Regions from separate parts of the Sus scrofa genome. Here region 2 is linked to region 1. The links are chromatin contacts, called in public HiChIP or PLAC-seq maps. All regions are on one chromosome and are shown on one strand. Each heading gives the region's core, a stretch centred on a gene start, on an enhancer-like site or on the middle of the called end of the contact. The rest is flanking DNA. Distances are from core to core; before and after follow the strand shown.

What was found. HiChIP or PLAC-seq counts read pairs in DNA pulled down with a chosen protein or histone mark.
Region 2: a contact with region 1 is called in an H3K27ac HiChIP or PLAC-seq map of alveolar macrophages. The contact joins the promoter of DHRS7 here to the promoter of GPR135 in region 1. A contact is called at or near these places in 2 of 2 datasets of contacts at active chromatin or transcription factors (alveolar macrophages and skeletal muscle).

What each region holds. Positions count from the first base shown.
Region 1 is chr1:188,578,937-188,585,175 of Sscrofa11.1, reverse strand. GPR135 (probable G-protein coupled receptor 135) reads left to right here and starts at 2,650. Exons shown (of 1, transcript XM_021102702.1): 1 at 2,650-5,160. The coding sequence starts at 2,742. The coding sequence ends at 4,229. It also overlaps a transcript of L3HYPDH not described here.
Region 2 is chr1:189,168,941-189,174,458 of Sscrofa11.1, reverse strand. It overlaps DHRS7 (dehydrogenase/reductase 7), which reads left to right and starts at 3,714. Exons shown (of 7, transcript NM_001244160.1): 1 at 3,714-4,184. The coding sequence starts at 4,052. LOC102157689 (a long non-coding RNA gene) reads right to left here and starts at 3,877. Exons shown (of 5, transcript XR_002335513.1): 1 at 3,741-3,877.

The DNA of each region.
Region 1 (6,239 bases), core at 1,401-3,900:
TGAGCCACCATGGGAACTTCCCAGTAGACTCTTTTGAGATAAGAGTATTTCTTTTTCTGAGCATACAGACAATGAAATAATTAATTCATTTCAACTGGCTGTGTCAACCAATTATTAGGTCTGTAATTGAATTACCTGGCCAAAATGAAGGCTCTAAAGTTCTTGATTTCTATAGTAAATACACAAAAACTAATGTTTTCCACTCCTTATCTATTAAACTGTGTAGCAAAGAATTCTCTTATCTCCAAAAAATAACACTCACTTGATATGATCAGTCTCCTCCAAGATCTGAGATTTTGAGAGATACGAGGTTTGAAAAACGGTTGAAGCAGATTATTCCTATAGAGCCCAAAGATATGACCTGCAGTTTGCTTCTGCTCCACCTGCAGAGCTTCCCAACCTCTCCTGTCCTTGGCAGTGTTAGACCCCCCCCCTTTTGAATATGCCTCCTATCCTCCCAGTAAATCACTTTTATGCCTAAATGAGCCAGTACACTCACTGTTTCTGTTGCTTACATTCAAACATCCTAATCCTAATCCTCCTTAAGATATTTTCTCCTTCACTGTAAATGCCTTAGTTCAGACTCTTTCATTTCTCCCTCTGGGCTATTACAAAGCCTTTTCTTAACTAGTCTCCCTGCTGCAAGATTCTCCTCCTCCAGTCATTTTTGTTTTGAAACAACATTAATGACATTGTAAAAATTTTTTGTTTGCCTAAAACTGAAATGTTCTTTGGGCTGGTGTTCTTTGTTGTTTCTGAAAACCTAGCATAGAAAGGAATTGCTAAATAAATTAATCATACATATTTTTGTTACATATTTTTGTCTTCAGTGAGTCTGAGCTGAGGTTGCCTACCCCCTACCTCAGGACATCTGCCCATATCTGAAGGCATTTTTGGTTGCCACTATTGGCATCTTGTGGGTAGAGGCATGGGATACTGCTAAATATCTGACAATGCATAGGGTTGCCTCCACAACAAAGGATGACCTGACTCAAAATGTATATAGTGCTGAGACTGAGAAGCCCTGTCCTAGTTAACCACCTAAAATGAATTTTTATTTATTAGTTTCCAGTAGGATATTTTTCCTCACTGAAAGAAGTACCCCAAACATTAATATGATTGATTCTAAGATCTGCAACAGTATACTATACTAGTTATTTTTTAAATTAATTAATTAATTTTTATTTATTTATTTATTTCTGTCTTTTCTAGGGCCACACCCGAGGCATATGAAGATTCCCAGGCTAGGGGTCTAATCGGAGCTGTTGCTGCCAGCCACAGCAACGCAGGATCCTTAACCCACTGAGAGAGGCCAGGGATCACACCCATGCCCTCATGGTTCCTAGTCGGATTCGTTAACCACTGAGCCACCACTGGAACTCCTCATTTTTTTTTAGATCATTGTTTCTGGAAGTGCATCGGGAGCACTTGCAGGTCATGTGACTAGGCTCCACCCCCAGAGCTTCAGTAGATTTGGGGTGGAGCCTGAGAATCTGCCTTTCTTACAACCTCCCAGGTCCTGTTGATGCTGCTGGTCCAGGGTCCACACTTTGCAAACCACTGCTTTAGAGAACCCAAGGGTTTATCACACTTTCCCCCATTAGAGACCATGCCCCAAAAACTTGAGATGCAACTTCCCCAGAGCACGCAGGCCCCTCCTTTTGCTGTATCTCCCACCAGATACCTGAAGCTGCATGCGTGGTAACCACCTGACTGGCAGCATCTTAGACTCAAAACATACCTTGTTCCAGAGAATTTATGAAGGATGCAAGTAGGGCAAGGAGACAGTCACACTCCCCTCTCCCCCTACATGTGGGAGCCAGTTATGGGTCTGAGGTCCCGGTCCTTGAAAACAATGTGACATCCTACCTCCAATATCCATATCCTAGCTCCCCAGAGCACTAGTATCAGAATCACCTAAGGGGTTTAGATTCTCGGGCCCACCCTTGGTAATTCTGGGAGTCAGCCAGTCAATATCCATTTGAATAAGCCCACTATATGTTCTCAAAGTGTGGTCCTTGGACCAGCATCATTACCACCAGCAGCTTGTTAGAAAGCCAATTTCTCGGCCAGGACCCCAGACCTAGTGATTCTGAACCTCTGGGGTTGGGCCCAGCCACTTAGGTTTTAACAAGCCCTCTTGGTGATTCTGTTGCATGCTAAAGTTTGAGAACACTTTGTTTAAATTTTCTGCCCCCCCACCAAGTTTAATGTCTCCGGATTTGGATTGTTTTCCACTTAAGATTCTACGAAAAGCACACACACCCCCTCCCTGGGCCTTCCCCTAGGACATCTGTATCCAACAAGGGAGGTTGAGAGTGAACCCTTGTTGAATTTGGTCATCTGTATGAGGGCCAGTCCCGCTTCATCTAGCCGGGCAGGGTCCCTGAGGAGGTCGACGTAGCACTTGGAAGCCCAGCTCCCTGGCTCCCTGGCTCCCCAGCTCCCTGGCTCCCCAGCTCCCTAGCTCCCCACCTCCAGGACAGGTGATGTCCTGGAGCGGCTTTTCGGGGAGTACTCCGCTGGCCGGCGGCCCGCCCCGCGCTCCTGCGTAAACACGCGGTTCCCTGGGCAACGCCTGGAACGCATGTCAAAGGCTTCACTAGGTCCCGGGCGACCGCCACCCCTCCGGCCAGCGCGACTCCCGGCAGAGGTCTCTGGCCCCAGCCCCCACCCACCTCGGGCTGGTGGCCGCCTGCCCTGGTGCGGGATGATTAGACCCGCGGCAGCCGCGGGACCCCATGGAGGAGCCGTCGCCGCCGCCGGTCCGCCCGCTAGTGACCACGGCCTTGTCGGGCAGCCCACGCCCCGGCGCCCTCTCCGTGGCCGGCAGGCCTGGAGGGACTTCCTCCGCGGCGACGGCGGCGGCCTTGCTCTCCTTCAGCACTGCGGCGGCCGCGGCGCTGGGGAACCAGAGCGTCGGGGGCGGGGGCGACAGTACTGGCTCCTGGGCAGGCGGCGGCCTCGGCGGGCGCGGGGCGGCGGGGGCGGTGGGGAGGCTGCCACTGGACACCGAGGCGGCGCCGCCGCTGTCGCAGGGGGCGGCGATGGCGGCCCAGGCGCTTGTCCTCCTGCTCATCTTCCTGCTGTCTAGCCTGGGCAACTGCGCGGTGATGGGGGTGATCGTGAAGCACCGGCAGCTCCGCACTGTCACAAACGCCTTCATCCTGTCCCTGTCCCTGTCGGATCTACTAACAGCGCTGCTCTGCCTGCCTGCCGCCTTCCTGGATCTTTTCACGCCGCCCGGGGGCCCGGCGCCCACTGCTGCCGCCTCCCGGCCCTGGCACGGCTTCTGCACAGCCAGCCGCTTTTTCAGCTCGTGCTTCGGCATCGTGTCCACGCTAAGCGTTGCCCTCATCTCGCTGGACCGCTACTGCGCCATCGTGCGGCCACCGCGAGACAAGATCGGGCGCCGCCGCGCGCTGCAGCTGCTTGCGGGAGCCTGGCTGGCGGCCCTGGGCTTCTCCCTGCCCTGGGAGCTTTTCCTCGGGCCTCTAGAGCCCCCGGCCGCGCAGAGCTTCCATGGCTGCCTGTACCGGGCGTCCCCGGACCCCGCGCAGCTGGGCGCGGCCTACAGCGTGGGGCTGGTGGTGGCCTGCTACCTGTTGCCCTGCCTGCTCATGTGCTTCTGCCACTACCACATCTGCAGGACCGTGCGCCTGTGGGATGTGCGCGTGCGGCCGCTGACCACCTACGCCCGCGTGTTGCGCTTCTTCAGCGACGTGCGCACGGCCACCACCGTGCTCATCATGATTGTCTTCGTCATCGGTTGCTGGGGGCCCTACTGCTTCCTGGTGCTGCTGGCCGCCGCTCGGCAGGCCCAGGCCACGCAGGCCCCCTCGTTCCTCAACGTGGTGGCCGTCTGGCTGACCTGGGCCAATGGGGCCATTAACCCAGTCATCTATGCCGTTCGCAACCCTAACATTTCGATGCTCCTGGGGCGCAGTCGTGAGGAGGGCTACCGGACTAGGAACGTGGACACTTTCCTGCCCAACCATGGCCGGGCTCAGCAGGCCAGAAGCCGCAATCGTTTTCGAAACCGTTATACCAGCCGCCTGGGGGTCTGCAGCTGGATGTCTTCTTCCAACCCGCCGAGCGGCGCGGGAGGGGACGTGGCCATGTGGGCTTGCAAAAATCCAGTCGTACTTTTCTGCCAGGAGGGGCCGCCAGAGCCTGCAAGAGCCGCGGCCAAACAGCCTAAATCCGAAGCTAGGGATACCAGCCTCTAAGAAGCGTTGGGATGCGCAGCTCGTGAAGGCAAATTGTCACCAGCGTCATATGACACAGGATTCCGGGGAGAATCGTGTATTTCGTAAAGCCAAACATTTAAGAAAGAGACCTAGGGGAGAGGTTTACCAAGACAGTGACCCTTCCTTCAGAAGTGCCAAAAGCAATGTAAAATGCAAAAATTAAAACTATATTAAACCACACAACCAAGCGTTGTGAACTGTAAGTGCCAAAAATGACAAAAATAAAATTCACAATTATTGAGAAGCTCATATTACAGGAATCACACTGTGAAACAAAAAATCATTAAATGCAACTGGTGTCTGTTCAAATATATAGTGTTTCAGGAAAGAATGGAGACCTTAAGAATTGCTTGAAGGCCCCTCTAAATCACCAGCATTCAGCAGAACTTAAGATTTCTAGAACTTGCACCTCTGACACATGCTTTGAGTACTTAGGTTAGGAGTAGAAATTTCTTATTCTTACACACTTCGCACACTTCGGTGCATTTCTTTCCCGCCCCAACCCCCTCCCCCACCCCCAATCTTTGGGTGAAATTTTAAGTTTATATCCACCTAAAACCATTTTAGGATTTTGAAAAGGTGTTTTCTTACTATAAAATTCAACCATTTGAGGGACAAATAAAAGCAAATAAAGTGTGGCTATTTTAAAAAGTATTCCAAGATTATATTTATAAATTAATGGCCCCCATCTGACCCCTAAATTATCTGCCTTGGAAGCTTTGAGACTTGAAACTTAGTCTAACCAGCAACTTTTGTTTCTAATGATTTAGAGTTGCCACTCTCAGAAAGCTTTCCTGGTCTTAAAAAGATAACTTTCATAGTAGAAAAATCTTTGCTTTTGAGATAAATTTGATTTTTGATGCAGCCAAAAATGTAATTTGAAGTCAAGTTGATTGAATCAGGTAAGTAATGCATATATACATATATGACAGCACTATAAAATAACAAGCTTGGCTAACCTATGTAGCTTTTAGCTAACCAAAGATGCTTCCAAAGAGGAGTTCAGAAACTATCTTAAGAAGTGGCTGCATTCTTGGAATAAACAAAGCTCTCCAAGAAAATCATGTTCTCCTACATTTGGAAGTTTGGGTACATCTGTTTAAAAAATAGTCACTTTATAGACATGACACTTAAAATAATGTCTTTATTTGAAAGGAGATTGGCTGTGGGATTATTATATATAATGGAGTATTCATAACAGGCATAAAGTCTGAGAGGTACTTAAGTCAAGCTAGAAATACCTTCAGAAAGTTGCGAAGCAAAGACACTTTTAAAAAAATTTAAAGCACAATTCAGGATTTGTGTGGGTAAAATTTCTCACATTAAATGCCACTGTACATAGAATCATTTACTGGAAATTTTAAAAGATGTTCTCGTGTTTTGCTCTCTTTTTTTCCTCCATCTTGCCTCTCCTTTCGTCAATATTTCACAGCTTTAATTGAATATGTCCTTTAAATTGGATATGAAACATGAACTCTCATATAAAGATTTTAATGTGAAATGGCCACCTTTTATGAAGGATTTAAAAATCTTTATTCTTGATTTTGTGTGTGTGTGATAGATGGGTATATGCCATTATTTTGTAATCAAAAATGGAAATATATGATTCTTGCCAGAGTTAAAGATGTTTTAATTTTTTTACCTTTCTCAAGGCATCACTGCAACCAGAAGTTTATAAATTATCTGCATATATTTTCCTACACTCGCTGTAGTCAAAGTAGATCAGATCATCTCTCCTTAGCGCTCATCATAAAACCTACACAGGCAGAGCAGCTGAACTCACGTTTAACAGATACCCTGTTAAAAGCAAAAATAGTTGTGTATTTTTCACACCATGAAAAAATGAAAGTCATGTCAGATATTTAGGGGGAAATGAAAGGTATTATAGAGCAAGAATTCAGCAACTGTGCATGAGGCAGAAAGAGATCTTAGAGGAAGGAGGTGAGCATGTTGCAAAATGGGGTAGTGCCGGAGAAGAACTGAAGGAAA
Region 2 (5,518 bases), core at 2,465-4,964, 590 kb before region 1:
CCCTGTTCCAACTGAGGAACCACTGCTTTAGGTCATGGGGCCTTGCGTGATGGCCCTACTCTTCAGTGCAGTCCTGGCCTCATAAAAAGATACTGAGACCTAAGGAGAGAATTGGCTGCTGCTCTTTCCAAGTGGGGATGGAGATGGGCGCTTACATGACAGTGGGTCTCTCCTTGACCCTTGGCAGTTAGGTTTCTCTCTCTCTTTTTTTTTCTTAGAGCTGCCGATCTATACCACAGCAATGCAGGATCTGAGCCATGTCTACAACCTACACCACAGCTCACAGCAACAGTGGATCCTTAACCCACTGAGCGGGGCCAGGGATCGAACCTGCACCCTCATGGATACTAGTTGGGTTCATAACCCACTGAGCCACAACAGGAACTCTTGAGTTTCTCTGTTGATAGAGAAAATACTGTAGCTTATGTTTGAATACTTTTTTTTTTTTTTAATTTGAAAAAAATTTTTTTTTCTTTTTTTGGCCACACCTGGAGCATATGGAAGTTCCCTGGTCAGGAATCAAATATGAGCTGGAGCTATGAACTATAGCTGCAGCAGCAAAGGATCCTCAACCCACTACACTGGGCCGGGGAACAAACCACCTCCACAGAGACAAGCTAGATCATTAAATCACTGTGCCACAACAGGAACTCTCTAAGTGTTTTTTTGTTTTGTTTAATTATTGGAATATTATATTTAAATGGTTAAAATTTGGTCAGCGCATGAATGGACTGATTCAGAAGGGGCCAGCTTTCCACTGCTTTACCTCTTATGCCCCACCAGCCTCAGAAGAATCCCTTCATTTGTTTATCTGTCTTTTATTTGTTTTGAACACTTTGGCTTCAAGTTTTGAAGTCAATTCTAAGCAAAATGGAAAGAGGTAACCCTGACGGACACTATTTGTGAAAAGAACTTGCTGAGTATCTTCACCAGAGACAGCAGATTCTAAAGATGGATTTTTCTCACTCATGAACAGAACAAATGAGGACATTTTGTACTGTCAAGATATTAGTTATAACAGTTATTTTTTTTCTGATGATAGTAACTGATTCTTTAGATGTATACTTGAATTCCAAAATTAATTATGCCTCTACTCAGGTAAAATAAAAGTTTTTTTAATGTTAAATTTGTACAATAGTTTATTGTTTTCATTTTCTAAGGCAAGAACTGCTGGTGAGGTGAAATGACTGTGTGGTTTTATCACAGCTTATACATTAGCCAGGGTTCTCCATAGAAACAGAATCAATGGAGATATACATACATTAGAGAGAGAGAGAGGGATTTATTTTAAGGAATTGACTCACACAATTGTGAGGGCCAGCAAATCTGAAATTTGCAGGGCAGGCCAGCAGGCTAGAGACTCAGGGAAGAGTTGATATTGCAATTCAAGTTCAAAGGCAGTCTAGGAGGCAGAATTCTCTCACTTCTCTGGACCTCAGTGGGTTTTTTTTGTTTAATTAATTAATTAACTTTTCTTTTCTTTTCTTTTCTTTTTTTTAACAGCCTTACCTGCAGCATATGGAAGTTCCCAGGCCAGGGATTGAATCGGAGCTGCAGCTGAGACCTATACCACAGCCATGGCAACACTTGATCCAGGCTGCATCTGTGACCTATGCCACAGCAACAGCGGATCCTTAACCTACAGAACAAAGCCAGGGATCAAACCTACATCTTCACAGAGACAACATCGGGTCCTTATCCCACTGAGTGACAATGAGAACTCCCCCATTCTTTTTTACTTTAAGCCTTTAGCTGTCTAGATAAGACCCATCCACACTCTAGAGCCTTTACTCAAAGCCTCTACTCAAAGTATACTGATTTAAGTGCTAATCACATCTTAAAAATAACTTCAAAGCAACATCTAGACTAGTGTTTGACCAAAAATTGGGCACCATGGCATAGCAAAGTCAACACATAAAATTAACCATTATAGCTTGTAAATTAATAAATGTACATAATTTATAATAAGTACATACCCTGGCGTGAATAAGACCAAAATTATCAGATTAAAAGATAAAGGTACAGTTTTGAGTCTTAGATGTTCAGAGCTCACACAGACCTCTTACTCCAGGACTGGATAGATCAGAGATCATATTCTTTGGGACGGGTTTTCCCAGCACTGGGCCTGCTGTCTCAGCTCCCACTTCTTAACAGCTATTTGCAGATCTGTCCTACCCACCCACCCACAGCTGGAGTTTGTGATGGAGAATCCAGTGTTCTGTTCTGCACACAGCCCCCACCTGCACACCTCTGAAACATCCCAGTTTTTCCCTATAAAACCTTTCCCCTCTAACTGACAACTGGGAGATGGTTTGGTGGATATTAGTCTGCCATCTTCCCAGGTTGCCAGCTTCCTGAGTAAAGCATCTTTATTTTTCCATGAACCCTTGTCTCTGGAAACACTGACTTTTTAGCAATGAGCACCTGAACTTGAGTTTGGTTCCAGCTCCAGCTGGTAATATTACTTTTAAGTACCTTATTTGGAAAGTCAATTATAAGAAAAAAAAGAGTGTGTATAAATGTATGACAGAAATTGACAGAACAATGTAAAACAATTACAATAAAAAATAAGATTAATAAAAAAATAAAATTGAATATGGCTATTCAGGAAAAAAAAAAATAAAAGCCTATACTGCAAAGGCAGCAAGCTAATAAGAGTCACTCCTGAGCAATATTATTTCAAGTTGTGATCAGGATAAACCATTAGTCAGAGTCAAGGTTTAGCTAAGGGCACATCTTCCTCCAGGAACCCAGAACAACGCCACAATGAATTTTTTTTTTTTTTTTTTTAGGGCCACACCCAAGGCATATGGAAGTTCCCAGATAGGGGTTGAATCTGAGCTGCAGCCAGCAGCCTACACCACATACACAGCAACAGCAACCCTGGATTTGAGCCAAGTCTGAGACCTACACCACAGTTCAGGGCAACATTGGATGGCAGCAGACCCAGTGAGTGAGGCCAGGGATTGAATCTGCATCTTCATGGATACTAGTTGGATTTGTTTCCACTGTGCCACAGTGGGAACTCTCAATTTTTTCATAATAATTTTTATTTTTTCTATTATAGTTGGTTTACAGTGTTCTGTCAATTTTCTAATTCAATACAATGCAAACATTCTTATGGCTTTCAGGTATAAGGAGAACTAGAGTTGCAGAATGTAGAAGTTTATAAACAAAATCCCTGCTTTTCAGGTTGGAGTCCAAAAAATGATAAGTATAATAGAAATAATGAAGAATAATTAATAATGATAATTAGTTATAATAATTACGAAAGAAAGGATTACTAGGATTACTGCGTTTGAGTCACTGTGTCCCTCACAGGCATTTTCTCATTTAAATTACATATTCTTTATGGGTGCAGAAATAATTTACTCAGGATTGCTGAGGGCCCAGCTACCTGGACTCCAACTGAGTTGGCTCAAATCCCCAACTGGTACTCCTAGCATTACGCTCAAGGTCAAGTGCTGCCCAAGCTGCACTTTCTTATTCAGCAATGGGGCCAGGGTCACTTTCAAATTTAGGCCAATCCCACTCAACCCTTGGGCTAATTCGGTGAGGGGGTGGGCTGGGATGGAAAACAAATTGGTGCTTTGTTGGGCTCATCTAAAGAAAGTTAAGAAGTGGGGAGGAAGAAGCCAAATTTATTCGTTGTAATATTTGTGCTCTTCCTCTCGACACAACTAGATCTTCGAAAACTATTTGGCCTCAAAACAACTGTTAACCGTTCTTGATTACTGTACCAAATGCAGTATCGCCAAGCATCTGTCATCCACGCCGTCTGCTTCTACTGCAACTCTTTACTGGGAGCCCTGGCAGGCGAAACCTAAGGAGCGATGACAGCGTCGGCGTCCCCCACGCCCAACTCCCTGAGCCCAGGGCGGCTCCGCTTCCAGCCTGCACTCCCGGTCCGCCCTGGCCAGGGGTGGGCGGGGCGACGGCTGCGCCGTTGCACTCGCGCAGTTGCGCGGCTCAGACCAGGTCCGGAGGGTTCGTGGGTCGCTCTAGCTATCTCTATTAGCTGTCTCCGCAAAGCAGGGCGTGCGCGGCGGTGATGAGCTGGGAGCTGTTTCTCTGGCTGCTGGCACTATGCGTGCTGCTCGCGCTCGTGGTGCAGCTCCTGCGCTTCCTGCGGGCAGATGGCGACCTGACCCTGCTGTGGGCCGAGTGGCAGGGGCGACGCCCAGGTGAGGACCCGCAGCCGCCTTTCCGGAGTGGACGGCCGGGTTCTGTGCGGTCGGTTCTCCGCCTTTCTCCGCGTCCCTCCGGGTGCGTGGAACTTCCGGGCGACGAGGTTGCGCCTTTCCCGGGGGCTGCGGTTTGGGGAGGAAGGGGCCGAGGCGTTTTGTCTTCTGTCCTGGACCATGTGGACTTGCCTGGTAGCCAGAGTTAAAGAGCAGCGAGAGCGCTGGAATTGGCAGCGCACCCTCAGCTTTCTCAGTTCCTAACCCTGAGGGATTTTGATGAAGTGTTGGAGGATAATACTTTGCGAAACTGCGTTTGCAAAGGAACCAACCTCCTTTTGAGGACTAGTTTTTCTACTTCGTGAGGTTGTTCATCTTCCATTTCTTACGCTAGTCAGAGTTGTGAAATAAAATTTGAGATATTCCACAGTCACCCACATACTTGCCTATTTATTGCGTTAAAAGTATAACTAGCAAAAACTGGATTGGTGTTTTGCCAGGAGCAAGACTGTCATACTAAAGGGCGTCCTGCCTATCTCATTTTTTATCTGTGCCCTGCTTCATATTTGATCGTCATTAACTAAACGCATTCTATGTGCTAAACAGTGTTCACACAGAACTGTTCATTTACAATGACACTTATAAAGCAGGCATTATTAATCTTATTTGCCAGGTAGGGAAACATGTTCGGAGAAGTTCAGTGACCTGCCCAGAGCTAGGCTTTGGATTCATAAGGGCTGGAGGGAAGTGGGGTTTCCCCGGACCTAGTTTTCTGTATGAAAGAAGGTTTGCTTTGAAGTGATAACTAATTTGCTTTAAAAACGGGGCCAGGGAAGGAAGGGGTGCATATAGCTTCTGCAAGGGTGAAAATTGATTCTTAGGGACCGAAAAAAATCTTAGATGGTGTAGTGTTTTATGCCCGTCCAAAGCTCAACCCAACCTGACAAAATATTATCCCTTAACATTTCAAATTTTTTCTTGGGCTTTTTTGGGGGCGGGGTGGTATAGCTAGTATACCTCTGACATTGAGCTTATGGAAAATACATAACATATGCAAGATCAGGGCTACAAAATTATGGCAAATATATGGTTCTGACTGGCAGACTTTCTCCTAGTCATTTGCTCCATCTCAACAGATGAAATGTATATGCCTGTTGGCTGCTTTGTGGATGTTTGTGCTTGATCCTTAGTACTTTTTTGTTAACTTAGACTTCGAAATTTACATAGAAATACTTTATATTTTATTGTTCTATGAAAGTTATTTAACTGATTATTCAAGTGCTGAAAAGGAAAAAAATGTTGACAATATCTAGCAGCTAGTTAAATTACAAGTTATT